2 separate regions of the Cricetulus griseus genome follow, and region 1 is linked to region 2. The links are chromatin contacts, called in public Hi-C maps. All regions are on one chromosome and are shown on one strand. The core of a region is the stretch at or near the end of the contact, and the rest is flanking DNA. Distances in the headings are between cores, read along the strand shown. Region 1 overlaps Grb14 (growth factor receptor-bound protein 14). Region 2 overlaps Cobll1 (cordon-bleu protein-like 1).

Region 1 (6,450 bases), core at 404-2,903, 160 kb after region 2:
TTGTGGTGTCTCTGAGCCATGTCCTCCTTTGTCCTCATTTGCTCTCCGTGTTTCAACTAGGAGAAGAGTGCAGTAGAGACACAAGAAAGCAACAGTGTTTCTTGAATGGGGGTGGCATTTTAGAGATCCAGTGTTTGAAAACAAGATATGGAATAAGAACTAATGAATTCATTATTCCCATACCCTTAAGCAAATATGCAGGCTTGTTTAATTCAAAATCCCCCCACTGTCTCCTCTTATCTCGGGCCACAGCATTCCTTATTTAGAAGAATGTGAAGATTTGAGGCTGCTCTGACCTTGCTATAAAAATACATTTAAGTACATTTCCTATCTGTTAAAAAAACAACAAGGAATCTCGAACCATTAGAAGATGTTTTGTAATCTAACTTTAGTTGGTGATAAACTGGAAGAATTTTAGAAACAAAATAAGTTCCACTTTGGAGCTGAGTTCAGGGAACCATTCTGTAGAGTCTTCCTCTTAACTTTAATTTTCTACTAATTGCATGCTAATGATAGATGCAATTAGTACATAGGATAAAATAGTGAAGCTTTCTGCTTAAAATTTTTAAATTTTAGTTGTTGTAAGATTCATTTCTATTATTTTAAATTCAATATTAGTTAACAGTACCCGAGCTCAAATTTTTCCTAAAATAGAAACTTCAGCACAAGAGAAATCCGGTTACAGCAATGCCCAGACATCATTCCTCCATGTTTGCCATTTTTTCTTTCTCTTACTCCATTCTATTGATTTTTATTTTTACTGGTTAATCCTCCCTACCCCTACTGAATGACAAGCCCTGTACCACCCTCTGAAGAAGCAAAAGACAATGGGGGCAGAACTCTGGGGCATTTATCAGTTTCCCATGATGTCAGTTTCGAAAGCCCTTCTAAAATACTCAATCCAATCAACAATCCTGACCCATTCCCACTGCTCTTGAGTGTGTGCAGCTTGAAAGGGACTGGGAATCCCCTTAGCATCCATTGCTGTGGGCAGCAATGGGGACAAGGAAGGGCCTTGCTTAGCGTCTGCTCTGTTTTCCAAGGGCTTCTCCATTAATCTATTCTTAGAATCAAATTCCAGGTGATTTCACAGAAATCTGCAGAGAACTCTGAGAGCAAGGTAGTGTGTATTGTCCTCACTCTCAGACTCTGTCTTGATTTTAGTTTTTTTAGACACAACTTTTAGCTTCTATTTGAAGTGTTTTGTCTCTTTAAGTCTAGGGCTCTCAAACATTGGTCTGAAGTGAACCATTTTTTGTTTGTTTGTTGCTGTTGTTGTGTCTCCTATTTAAATGAATAGGTAGGTTTTGAAATCTCTTTCCTCTGCTTTACATGGAAGAAAGGGAATTGATGGATCAAGGGTTTAAATATATGCTCTAGGATATGCCTGTAAATGAATGCACTCACCCCATTACAGACTGTGTCTCTGCAAAGGCTATGTCATGTGACCAGTGATTTCTCATGCTTCAGGCATGTGCTGCTGGAGCAAATTTTGAAGCTGTAACCTGCTCTGAAGGCTGCAATGGTTCAGCTTGTTCAGTTTGTTGGTCATCCGTTCACACTGAAGGATTTCTCATCGTAGCCATTGCATACACCTTGGCTTCCCTGGAGTAGTCTGTTTATGCTAGAGAGATGCTATAAACAGACAACTCAGAGGGATGAGTCACTTGTTACTCAGCTGTCCAACTATTGCTGAAGCCAGTTGGTCCCTATTCTTTGGATCCAAGGAGAATCTCTCTCTCTCTCTCTCTCTCTCTCTCTCTCTCTCTCTCTCTCTCTCTCTCCCTCTCTCTCTCCCTCTCTCTCGTACAATTTCAAATGACATTAGTATTCTCACCCTATTTTCTTCACACTATAAAATAAGCTGGGAGTTTGGGACACTTAATTAGAAATGTATGACAGTCCTTTATTAAATAGCATGATTATATAAGATTTAGCCCTTTTTAGCTTTCAGCTGTAGAGGAAAGAGGATACTAATATTACGGTCTAAGGGAACTGAAGAACAGTGTGCTGTTTGTTTTCCCACATCCTGAACAGCCCAAGCTTGGGCTTTACACACAGTAGTCCTGGGGCTTCTGTGGCTTCTGTGGCTTCTGTGCAGAGCTCATTTCTTTCCTTAGATAGGAAGGTTTTTGTGTAGTGATGTTTCTGCAAGATGCTAACTGCACTTGAGGGCTGAGGCTTAGTTATCTTTCTCTTGTCACATATTTAAAGGAGACAGATAGACACAGGACAGAATATTCTCTTCCTGGACTAGTAGTTTGAAAAATGTTCTATTACTGAGTGGATTCCAGAGAACCCAGGGATATGCTGAAGAGAAATGCTAACCTAGATAAAATCTTACCACGTACACACACACACACACACACACACACACACACACACACACACCATGCAAACATATAAATGCACACATACCAACATAAGCCCCACAGGTGTGCATGTACACACATACCACATATACAGCATATATACACACACACATACCACACAAGCATATTCACACATGTACATACATACCACTCATATACACATGTGCACACACATACCAAGCACATATATATGCACATAGTACATATATACAGAAGTGTATATTTGAAAAACATCAGCATTAACATCAGCATTAAATAAGTCTTCATTTTTCAAAATCAGGCTTTGAAATGGAGTCCAAACTGAAGTATTGTTTCTTTTCAGTACATTTTTTTAAAAAATCAATAACACTTACTCCATAGATTTCAGTTGCCTTTGGAGCCAAGTTCAAGAAAAGTTTCTGTTGGCTTTGCTTCTTCAATTTAATTTACTGGTACTTACATGCTAGTGATGGATATAATTGACAGGTATAATAAAATATTATGAGGCTCTTAGTTTACATATCTCAATTCTTGTTAATCTTCAACATTTGTAACAATAGAGGCTGCATGAAGCAGTGGGGTTTCCTGGATGGGTGGTTAAGCTTTTTGCTTCCCAGCCTTCTATCCTGCTCTTGCTTTGCTTTCCTTGCCCTCATTTACAATCCAGCAGAACTTCTGAGTGTCTCTAGCGTTTGCATCTTCATAACTTCCTTGAAATAAAGGTGGACATGGAAAGTAAGAAGTAGGCTTCTTTTACACCAGGTAAAGAGGGTTTGCTGTAAGAAAGCACCCGGGATGATCTGGAGACTGAGGGGCCCTTTCCAGCTCACCCATCCTTCTTCAGTCACCCTTCCTTGTTTTTGGCTCCAGGACTCACCATCACTCACTCCAGGACACAAAATCGTTCCACTGAGACTGGTGCTCCCATGCTTACCCAATGGTTATGCCCACATGGATGTTGGCAGGAGCGCCTTCTAGAGTTTGGTCAAGGCCACTGTAAGCACAGCATTGTGGGCACAGTGGAAGTGTCCCTTAGAAAGTCAGCCCTGGTCTAACCCAGACCCAGATGTAGGAGGCATGCCCTCATGAGCTACTGTCTAGCAAGATGATAACATGGCACAGTGAAACTCCACATAAGTCACAAAGAGACAGGTGATACGAAGGAAAATTCGGCGACAATCATGATGCTCCATGGCTGACTCAATGACTTTGTAACCTGAGTCTGTCATATTGATTTAGTTCCTACTTGGAATTTTTTTCCCTTCACTAAAAACTGTATGTAGAAACAACTTTCCTGAACGAAGATATTTTTGAGTAATTATATTTCCCATGGTGGAAAATAGTTTCAGCTTGAATGTCAAGAAGATATATTGAATATTTACTGTGTACAGAGTGCTAGTAGGCTTTGCAGTGGATTGTAACTGCATCTTCTTGGCAGGGCAACTTAAGGTCACTGTGGTACAGATGTAAATAGTGAATACATAGAAACCTTCCTGAAGATGGGGGCTTGCTAGCACAGGTGAGGGCACATCATGAAGTCCTGAGCATTCAAGATAGCCTTCTCATTTGAATTCAGGTGAAATAGAAGTTGGAATTTTCCAAAATAAACATGGGTGTGGCAGTATACAGCACAGATGTGAGTTCCCGATGGAATTTCACATGTGACAGGAAAGACACCTTGTAGGTGTGTTAAGTCTCCCCACCACTCAGAATCATCGAATGACTCATTTCATAAAATATTAATTGCATTCAGGAGAGCCACAACTTTGTCTGATCCACTCCCCAAAGGCCACAACACAGGTCATCCTGTCACTCTGGAATTAAGGTTTCAGCATATGAATTGTGTTGGGAACTGAGATTCATCATATTGCCATGTGGCTTTTTCCATATGGGTTTCATCTGCCCATGGTCACTGTGTTTATGGTCAGTGCAGCTCTGGTCTACATCTCCACAGCTCTGAAGAAAAGAGATCCCATACAATAATTGTTGAACAGATCTGTATAAGTTCTGCTGGCTCTTATAACATTGGCCTCCATGAGTAACTACTGTAATGGTTGATTTCAAGATACCTGGCTTTCCTGGTCTGGGGTTCCATCAAAGCCAGTCCCAAAACTCCAGCACAGTATCACTGAGCTGGAGGATGAGTAGTCACAATTGAAAAGATAGCTGGTGATGGTTATGGGAAAGGAGAGTGCCTCAGAAAGAAATGACAGTCAGAAGAAGAGGGACGGGAGGCTGGGAGCCAAGGCCAAGGAAGCTTGTGCTGTATCCTGTAAGTGTTTTAAATCCCACCCTCTTAGAATGGCCTCAAACTGTCTAGCCTTGGATTCTGGATTATCCTGTTCCTATTTCTCAAGTGCTGGGATTACAGGAATATGCTACTAGGCCTGGCTCTAAATATTCTTATATAATCTATTTGGTTAATTTTTTCAAGGTCCACAAAACAGTCTGTTCTATGGGGGTATTATTCCTTTCTTTTATTGTTGAAAACTTTTGTCATTAGAATTACGAATAATGCTTTTTAGGACATGTGAATTTCTAAAAGTCACTTTCTAAAGTTACTAAAAATGTCTTTTGAGTTACTTTGCTGAAGTGAAATTGCTGGGTCAAAGGAATGGACCTTTTAATACTTTTAATAAGCATCCTCCCATTAATACACACAATAATTTTTCACTTTATGTCATCTCTTCATTGTAAGAGATAATTTATCTCATTGTGATTTAATAAAGTGTGCCTTAAAATTGTAAGACTGGATTGGCACATTCTTCTCTACAGCATTTGTTTGAATTACTGGCCATGGGTAAATGCTGTCATTCCTGTGATAGGCATGTTTTCTGTACTGCACTTTCTTGTTTCTCGCTTTGGTGTGTGTGCACAGCTACACTATTGCTTCATCACCATGCACACAGTTATCTTAACTTCACACAGATAATAATTGACAGTGGAAATTCTAGTACAGAGTATAACTTGGCAAATGCTGAGTGGCTCCTTTGTAGAAATTTCTAGTTCTGTGTCATTTCAGTTGGACATTGGATGCTCTACTAGTTCACTCCTAATTCACAGAGTTAACAGAGTGCAAATTTGCTTCTTATTCACAAGGATACTCAATGTGGGGAACTGTCCTTGAAGTCATTTAGGGACAAGAATTCCTTCTGCCCATGACCTTACTCTCCTCAAGGCCTGTGCAGTTGTTTTCATTCTGTGGGAGGGAGGGTGGTGAAAGACAATCGGGACATGTGGTAGAATTTCATGGGACAGATCTGGAGACTCACTGTTCCACCGGCTTGAGTTCTGCTGACTAAAACTCAATTCCATGGCCATACAGATTGCAAGGGAGAAAAGAAGTGTTGAAGGACATGTGAATGCCTAGATAGTCTGTTGTATTCTGGGTTTCATGACTATGTCTCAATGTAGGACATCCAAATTTCTTGGATTGTTTATAGAATTTAATATGGAAAGGAAATGTGGAATATTGATAAGAAGGTCATAGCTTTTTTAAAAAAATACTTTACTTATTCTTACTTTATGTACATTGACATTTTGCCTGCATATATGTCTGTGTGAGGGTGTCAGATCTTGGAGTTACAGTTGTTAGCTGCCACGTGGGTGCTGGGAATTGAATCCAGGTCCTCTGGAAGGACAATTAGTGCCCTTAACCACTGAGCCATCTTTCTTGCCCCAGAAGCTCATAGCTTTTAACAGACCTGAATGGTAAAGAAATGACAGATTGGTCATCAAATGGAATTTAGTTTGTAAAATGGAGAAAGATAAAAGTTGTTGAATAAAGTGATTTGGCACCTAGGTGTGGATGTACGTAAGGAAATGAAATACATAAGGGATTTTATGGGGAATTTATGCTCAATCAACAAATTTGATGACTTACAAGAATGACACTTGTTTGAAAGAAATATTTAATGGAACTGCCTATATATTTGAAAGCCATATATCTGATGAGGCTACTATCTTACAACTCAATAGCAGCAAGCCATCAGAGTGAGAAATGAGCTGCACCATTTCTCTAAAGACTAATGGTCAGCTGACAGGTGTGTGAGAAGTTGCTGAGCACTGAAAAGTATAAATCAGAAACACTACAAAGTAC
Region 2 (6,021 bases), core at 2,181-4,680:
TGGTCTAAAGCGGTAACTACATTCTCTTGTTGCTTTGAGAATTGGATAAGGTATTTGCTGCCTAGCTGAGTAGCTGTAACTGGCAACGTTCATCACCAGAAAAGCTTTTAAAGGAGAGGCTAGAAAAGAAACACTGGAAATGAGTTACACCCATGAACAAAAAAGGAAATTGTTTTTCATCTTCTTCAGAATCCTGCCAAATGTCACAAACCCCGGACATCGTGAAGGAGAAAGAAAACAGAGGGATTTTCAGCTTTTTCCAACGCAGTAAGAAAAAGCGGGAGCAAGTAAGCATTTTTATGCCGCATGTTAAGATTCTTAACGAGTATTTTTACAGTGGTTTCTGCTTGGATTATAAACTGGCCTTGCTTTTTGATTCTCTGTTAGACTGCCAGCGCGCCTGCGACCCCACTAGTGAGCAAGCACCGCCCATCTTTTACAAGGTCCAACACCATTTCCAAACCCTACATTTCCAACACGCTACCCTCAGATGCACCCAAGAAGAGACGTGCCCCGCTGCCCCCCATGCCCACATCCCAGGGTGATGCGCAAGGCCAAGAGAGGCGAGCTTCGTGTGTGGTGAGATCCACCAGTGTGGATGACAATGACAAGGTGCACTGGGTTTGGGGTTGTTTGTTTGTTTGTTTTCAGGTTGATGTAGGGAGGCGTCTGTTTTTCTCTCTTTAAGTTGTCCATTTCCACATAGACTACTGAGAAAGAAACAGTTATTAATATGCACTCAGTGGAATAGTTACTGACAAGGTTGATAGAAAAAGGTCATGGATACTCTACCATATCTTAAATGAATGTCAGTTTTAAAACACTTCCATCCTCAAGCTAATACATGACATATAAATTCCCTCTTGCTTTACCTCCTCTAAGCCAGGGTATCTATACTGTCTGCATGTATCAGGAATTAAACGCATATCTTCAACACATACCTTCTGAATAACCACATGCATCTGTTATGTTCCATTCTTGGGTTTCTAACCGTTGGTATCTTCAGAGATTCTCCAGGGGACATCCTGGTGTTTACTTGATCTATCAGTGTTGTTTTTTAAAAACAAACCCTTTACTGGAATATGCTGCTGTTTTACTCATATTGTCTATCCAGAGGGGATGTTCTACGTAAAGCTTTATCAATTTACAAAAAAAAAAATACTCATTTTAGTACAGGTGTGTGCTGTATGTGGCATGTGGAAGTGAGAGAACAATGTGTGTGTATTCTATCCTTCCAGCATGTCAGCTCCGGGGATCGAACCTGGGTCATCAGGCTTGGTGGAAGGCCCCTGCCCCTTTACCAGCTAAGCCATCTCACCAGACCACCTCAATTTAAAATAAAGATCTTTAACATTAAAGTTTCCCTCAATATATCTTTTTCTGTGAGATCCATTTGTCTTAAAATATCTATACTTCCCTTGCTTTATTCAGGTGGAGCATAAGTGAGATTTAGGTAAATGTAATAGAACATAACGCCATCTACTTTATTGTTCATAGTCAGGTGGAGTAATTTAAGGGACATTGATGGTAAAAATGTATTTTGAGTTACTTACACCCCAAGTGGTGTTCCAGTATTGAAGCTGAAGGATGTTATCCCATTTTTGGGTGGTGAGCAACCAGAGAAATGAACTCTTTAGAAACTAAGTATTTTCTTATCTACGTTAATGTTGTGGTATAAAAATTTTCATCTTACAAAACATAAGGGTAGTTACTCCCGCTCCCCCCAAGTCATTTGCTGACAAAACTTGCAGGGTATCTGTTCTGTAGTTGGACAGTGGTTCTCAGAAAAGGAGATCTTTGTGTTTAGTCATAAATGTGTGTGGGAAGGAGTACAATAGTTGGGTGAAAAACTCCACTCGGATTCCAGAATGTCAAGGATAAGGCATGCTTAGGCCTGAGCAAGGGTCAGACTGGCAACTATACAAGGAAGACAGGACAAGGCTGGTCCTAAAGGCTTCTTTTTGTGTTACAGCCCCTTTCTACTACTTAATAGGAACAAGAACCTTTGGAAGATTACTTTCCATTTTAATTACCTTAAAACTGAACTATAGTAATATAAACTATTATATGCTCATGTAGTTACCAAAGTCTTCTTGCCTTTGTATAGAAGTTACATCTATTACAGCTGTCTTTGTGCAAGCCATCCCAGTAGCTTTGTGTGCTTTGATTCTCAGGGAGTCTGGATCATCTAATGTCTGCCTCTTACATGTCTGAGCTGTGTCACCAGCAACCTCATGGAAAGCTGGTTCTTTTGATTCTCATCCTCCACTCTGTGACCACTTGGTGCCCTGTGTTAAGTAAATTTTTTTTTGTATATTGCCTTTGGCAAATTACACATCTTTATGCAATTTTCTGATTATTTCATCGTTTGATCTGGACATCTGGATAGTTCTTTGATGTATTGTTCAACAGGAACCAGAATTATTTGTTTTTCCCTAGAGAAGCTGAAGAACCATTTTTTGTTTATTCATTACCGAAATACTTAATGATTAGGCTGGGGGTTATGTTTGTTTGTGTCTGTTCATGTACACACATGAACTCATGCCTTACTAGGCATTCTCAGCACTTAGACTCATGGATAGATTTTTATGTGACTAATCATCCTCCATTTAACTCTTCTTTCATCTTCATAGTCTCCTTATAACTTAGGAGTGTGTGTGTGTGTGTGTGTGTGTGTGTGTGTGTGTGTGTCTTGTCTATCCTGCTTTTAAGTACTACTGTTACTTTCTTTATTCATTACCTGTTTTCTGTACTGGCCATACCTGAATCTATGGTCTTAAGGTCTTAAGTCCACTTACTCAACTCTTGAAGAAAGGTATTTATTTTGTTGTTGTTGTTGTTGAATTTGTGAGATGAACTCAACTGTAGTGGTTTGAATAATGCTCCTCTCAGAGTTGTATTCAGGTCCTAATGTAACCAGGGTACAACTTCTAAGGTTTGGAATCCACTGAATGGCTCCTGGCATCAATTTTTTTTAGGCCCCTGGCTCCTCACCTTGTCCCCATTGTTCTTGTTTAGAAACCTACCTACAGTTTCTCCTCACAGTGCCTTCTGGGAATAAGAATTCCACTTTTCTGGAAGCCTGCTTCCATTTTGCTTGTCTACATATGTCCCTCTAACTGTTTTTCATTAAGCCCTAATGCTTATAAATATGACTTGCCTTAGAAATAGAGGGTGTGCATATGGATTTCAGTTTGGAGGTACCACCATCTTATTTTAAGTTGAGCCCAAATACAAAGGCTAGGATCCATTTTAGATGATTTGACACAGCATGGAGACAGAAGAAAAGGCCATGTGCACACCCAGGCCAAGCTGGGTGTTCTGCCATAAGGAACACTGGAAGTCACCAGAGATGACATCAGGAAAGGGCAGGGAGCATGGCTCTCTGCATGCTCTGGTTTCAGACTTCTGGCCTTTAGATTCCTGTTTTAAGCCATTGTGGGTTTTTATAGCATTCCTAGGAAATTACTATGCCGACTTTGTCATTCCAATCTTTATATTCTTGTGGTTAAATTTGAACACGTGAATAACGACTCATCACTGTATGGAAATCAGCACATCTAAATGCAGCCCCATTTTTACTCTGTAGTCAAAAGTCCAAACTCATCTTGGTGTGTGTTTTATAGTTTTCATATCTACTAGAGAGCAGGCTTTCATGTATTCTCATAGTGTCTCCCTCTGCTCAAATCATCTCTAGAAAAATCCAGAGTAGAGAGTCAGAACATGCTTAACTTGTCTTCATATTGCTCTCTGTGGCTGACTGACACATTTGTGTTTCTTATTTACCATTTCCCAAGTCAGAAACTGTTACCAGCCATCATTTTTGGGATCTCAGGTTCATCTATTTACTGATCATAACTTTCCATTTGAAACTCTATTCCTTATCAGTTTCAGGATTCTTTGAACTCTAGGCAGGACATTTGAGTGGTTATGCTTATGTGAAGTCTCGCTTCTGATCCTTTCATAATGGAGTATGGCTGCCTCTGTCCTCTGTATCACCCTTCCCCACAGAATTGGTTCCTGATGAAGAATGCTCTACAGAGAAAAATCACTTTCTCTGAATCGGTCTTGTGTGTTTTGATTCGTGTGTGCCTATTGCTAGGATTCTTATATAAATTATAATGAATTCTTGAGTTGATGTTTATATTCAAGTATTCATGAAGTTCAGCAGAACATATCTGCTTGTGAATGAATGTTATTTATTTTGTTGCTATTTTGTTTTAAATTTTAAATAAAAATATAAATTGTAATGACATATACATCTACTTGAACAATTTAGTTGAATTTTTAACAAATGTTATGTTTCTAGTCATTGAAAGTAATAGCAATGAAATATGCAAACATAACTGAAAGAAAAAAAATATGTATGACCAAAACTGCTATTGCTTGTGATGCAGCATAAACCACAAGGGTGCGCTGTTTAACAGAAGTACAGCACTCCAATTTTTCCATTTTTACCCCCTTTAACACATCTTTAAAAAAGAAGAAAGAAAATGTTGAAATGGTTATGTTATGTTAGAAAACCTTATTTTGTTTGGTAAAGTGACAGAAAAGTGAACTAGAAATATGAGTATTAGTAATGCATGAAAAACATTTATAATGAACAACATTTTCATTTTAACCTTTGGTTCATTTTGGTCACCTTTTAAGTAGTCACTGGTCCAGTGGTCACCTTTGTTAATCAATACTTACTCTAAATGTGTCTGTTTTTGAATAAAAGTATTAACTACATCTCTTCTACTTTTTGGCTCTCCATATTTAATAATTTGCCTCATTCTTCCAGGACATTTCTCAACATTGGCAAATTGAGGTACTTGGATAGTGATTCTGGAACAAACACTGGGATTATTCACATAGCTGACTGTTGATTTTTCAGTATAATTTTGACAGTTGCTTGTGCTCTTCCCAAAAGTGTTCATTAAACCAACTTAACAAAATACCCTATCCTAACCTTTGTGGGATTTCTGATGGAACAGGCCATCTAAAGAATAAGTTTTACTGTCATTCCATTTAAGTCAGGGCTATCATGTCTTTTTTCATGTACATAAATTTTCTGTACACTTTGGCATGATTTTCAGCCCCATGTCATTTTCTCTATAAAAGAATGTATTGCATTCTATGAAAATGTTCATTTCAAAATGAATTTCCAATTGGAAAATTTCTAGCAGTTTTTCCTGAAACGTTTCAGAACATTTTCTTAAGCATTTTCTCCCCAGTGATTTGAAATGTCATTTGTGTTACAAGGTATATGGTATTCATCTTTTGTTGTTATATGTATGGACAGTTAAAATGGTATTCCTTTGTATAACCATATACAGACAGATTGTCAAACACAGTGGCATTGACTTAAAACTAATACAGAATTTTGGAATTAAAGCTAAGTATAGGAATCCAATTCTTATACTCAGTTGTTGTCTATTGAAAACACATTTAACAAAACCAGTAGGCAGAGGATGGATGGCCTTGCCTTTTAGGCCAGTTAACCTCTTAGGCTTATTTATGTTTCGAGTGGAGGTAGAAGAGTTAAAAAGAAATGGTTAGAAAACTTCACCCACAGAATTCTCAAAACCTGTGGAGAATTTTTCACTTGCATATTTGGTGTAGTCTTACTGCTTAGAATCCTGGGCATACAACGACGAATAGCTTTTCCCCTGGCCACTAGCATGGTGTTTGACCTCCTTTGGGATAGGGTTGTGGCTGAAAGCACAGTAAAGGAATAATCCCTTCTGGGCATTTCATTTGGTCTCAATTTGCATGCTGCTACAGAAAACATTCAAATATTGAGAAACTGAAACTCCTTGCCATCTACTATTATGCAAGTGAAATTTAATACCCAGAGTATTAGTTTTAAATAGCTGACTAAATATTTTAGGAATGCTTTGCATTCCTCTTTTACCCAGTTTTATCTTTTTCCTACATAGTGTAGTTTAAAAGCAGATGATATACTAATGAAGTAAGTAAACATCTATTTGTATTTTACTTGGTAAATTTTAATTCTAGTTTTCTTTTCTTTCTTTCTTT

Evidence for each region. A called contact is a pair of places that touch in the nucleus more often than the background predicts.
Region 1: a contact with region 2 is called in a Hi-C map of the CHO-K1 cell line, with 7 times the contacts expected there. The contact joins two enhancer-like sites. A contact is called at or near these places in 3 of 8 Hi-C or Micro-C datasets (the CHO-K1 cell line and fibroblasts).

What each region holds. Positions count from the first base shown.
Region 1 is chr6:110,113,173-110,119,622 of CriGri-PICRH-1.0, forward strand. The region is part of intron 2 of Grb14 (growth factor receptor-bound protein 14); the gene reads left to right. Among named protein-coding and RNA genes, the nearest start is that of Grb14, 60 kb to the left of the region's middle. Within about 2 kb of position 1,654, at least 2 of the 6 cell types and tissues checked have open chromatin away from gene starts, as enhancers often do. A contact at or near this core is called in the CHO-K1 cell line and fibroblasts, where this site is marked.
Region 2 is chr6:109,953,276-109,959,296 of CriGri-PICRH-1.0, forward strand. It overlaps Cobll1 (cordon-bleu protein-like 1), which reads left to right. Exons shown (of 17, transcript XM_027420295.2): 7 at 190-287; 8 at 388-612. Among named protein-coding and RNA genes, the nearest start is that of Grb14, 100 kb to the right of the region's middle. Within about 2 kb of position 3,431, at least 2 of the 6 cell types and tissues checked have open chromatin away from gene starts, as enhancers often do. A contact at or near this core is called in the CHO-K1 cell line and fibroblasts, where this site is marked.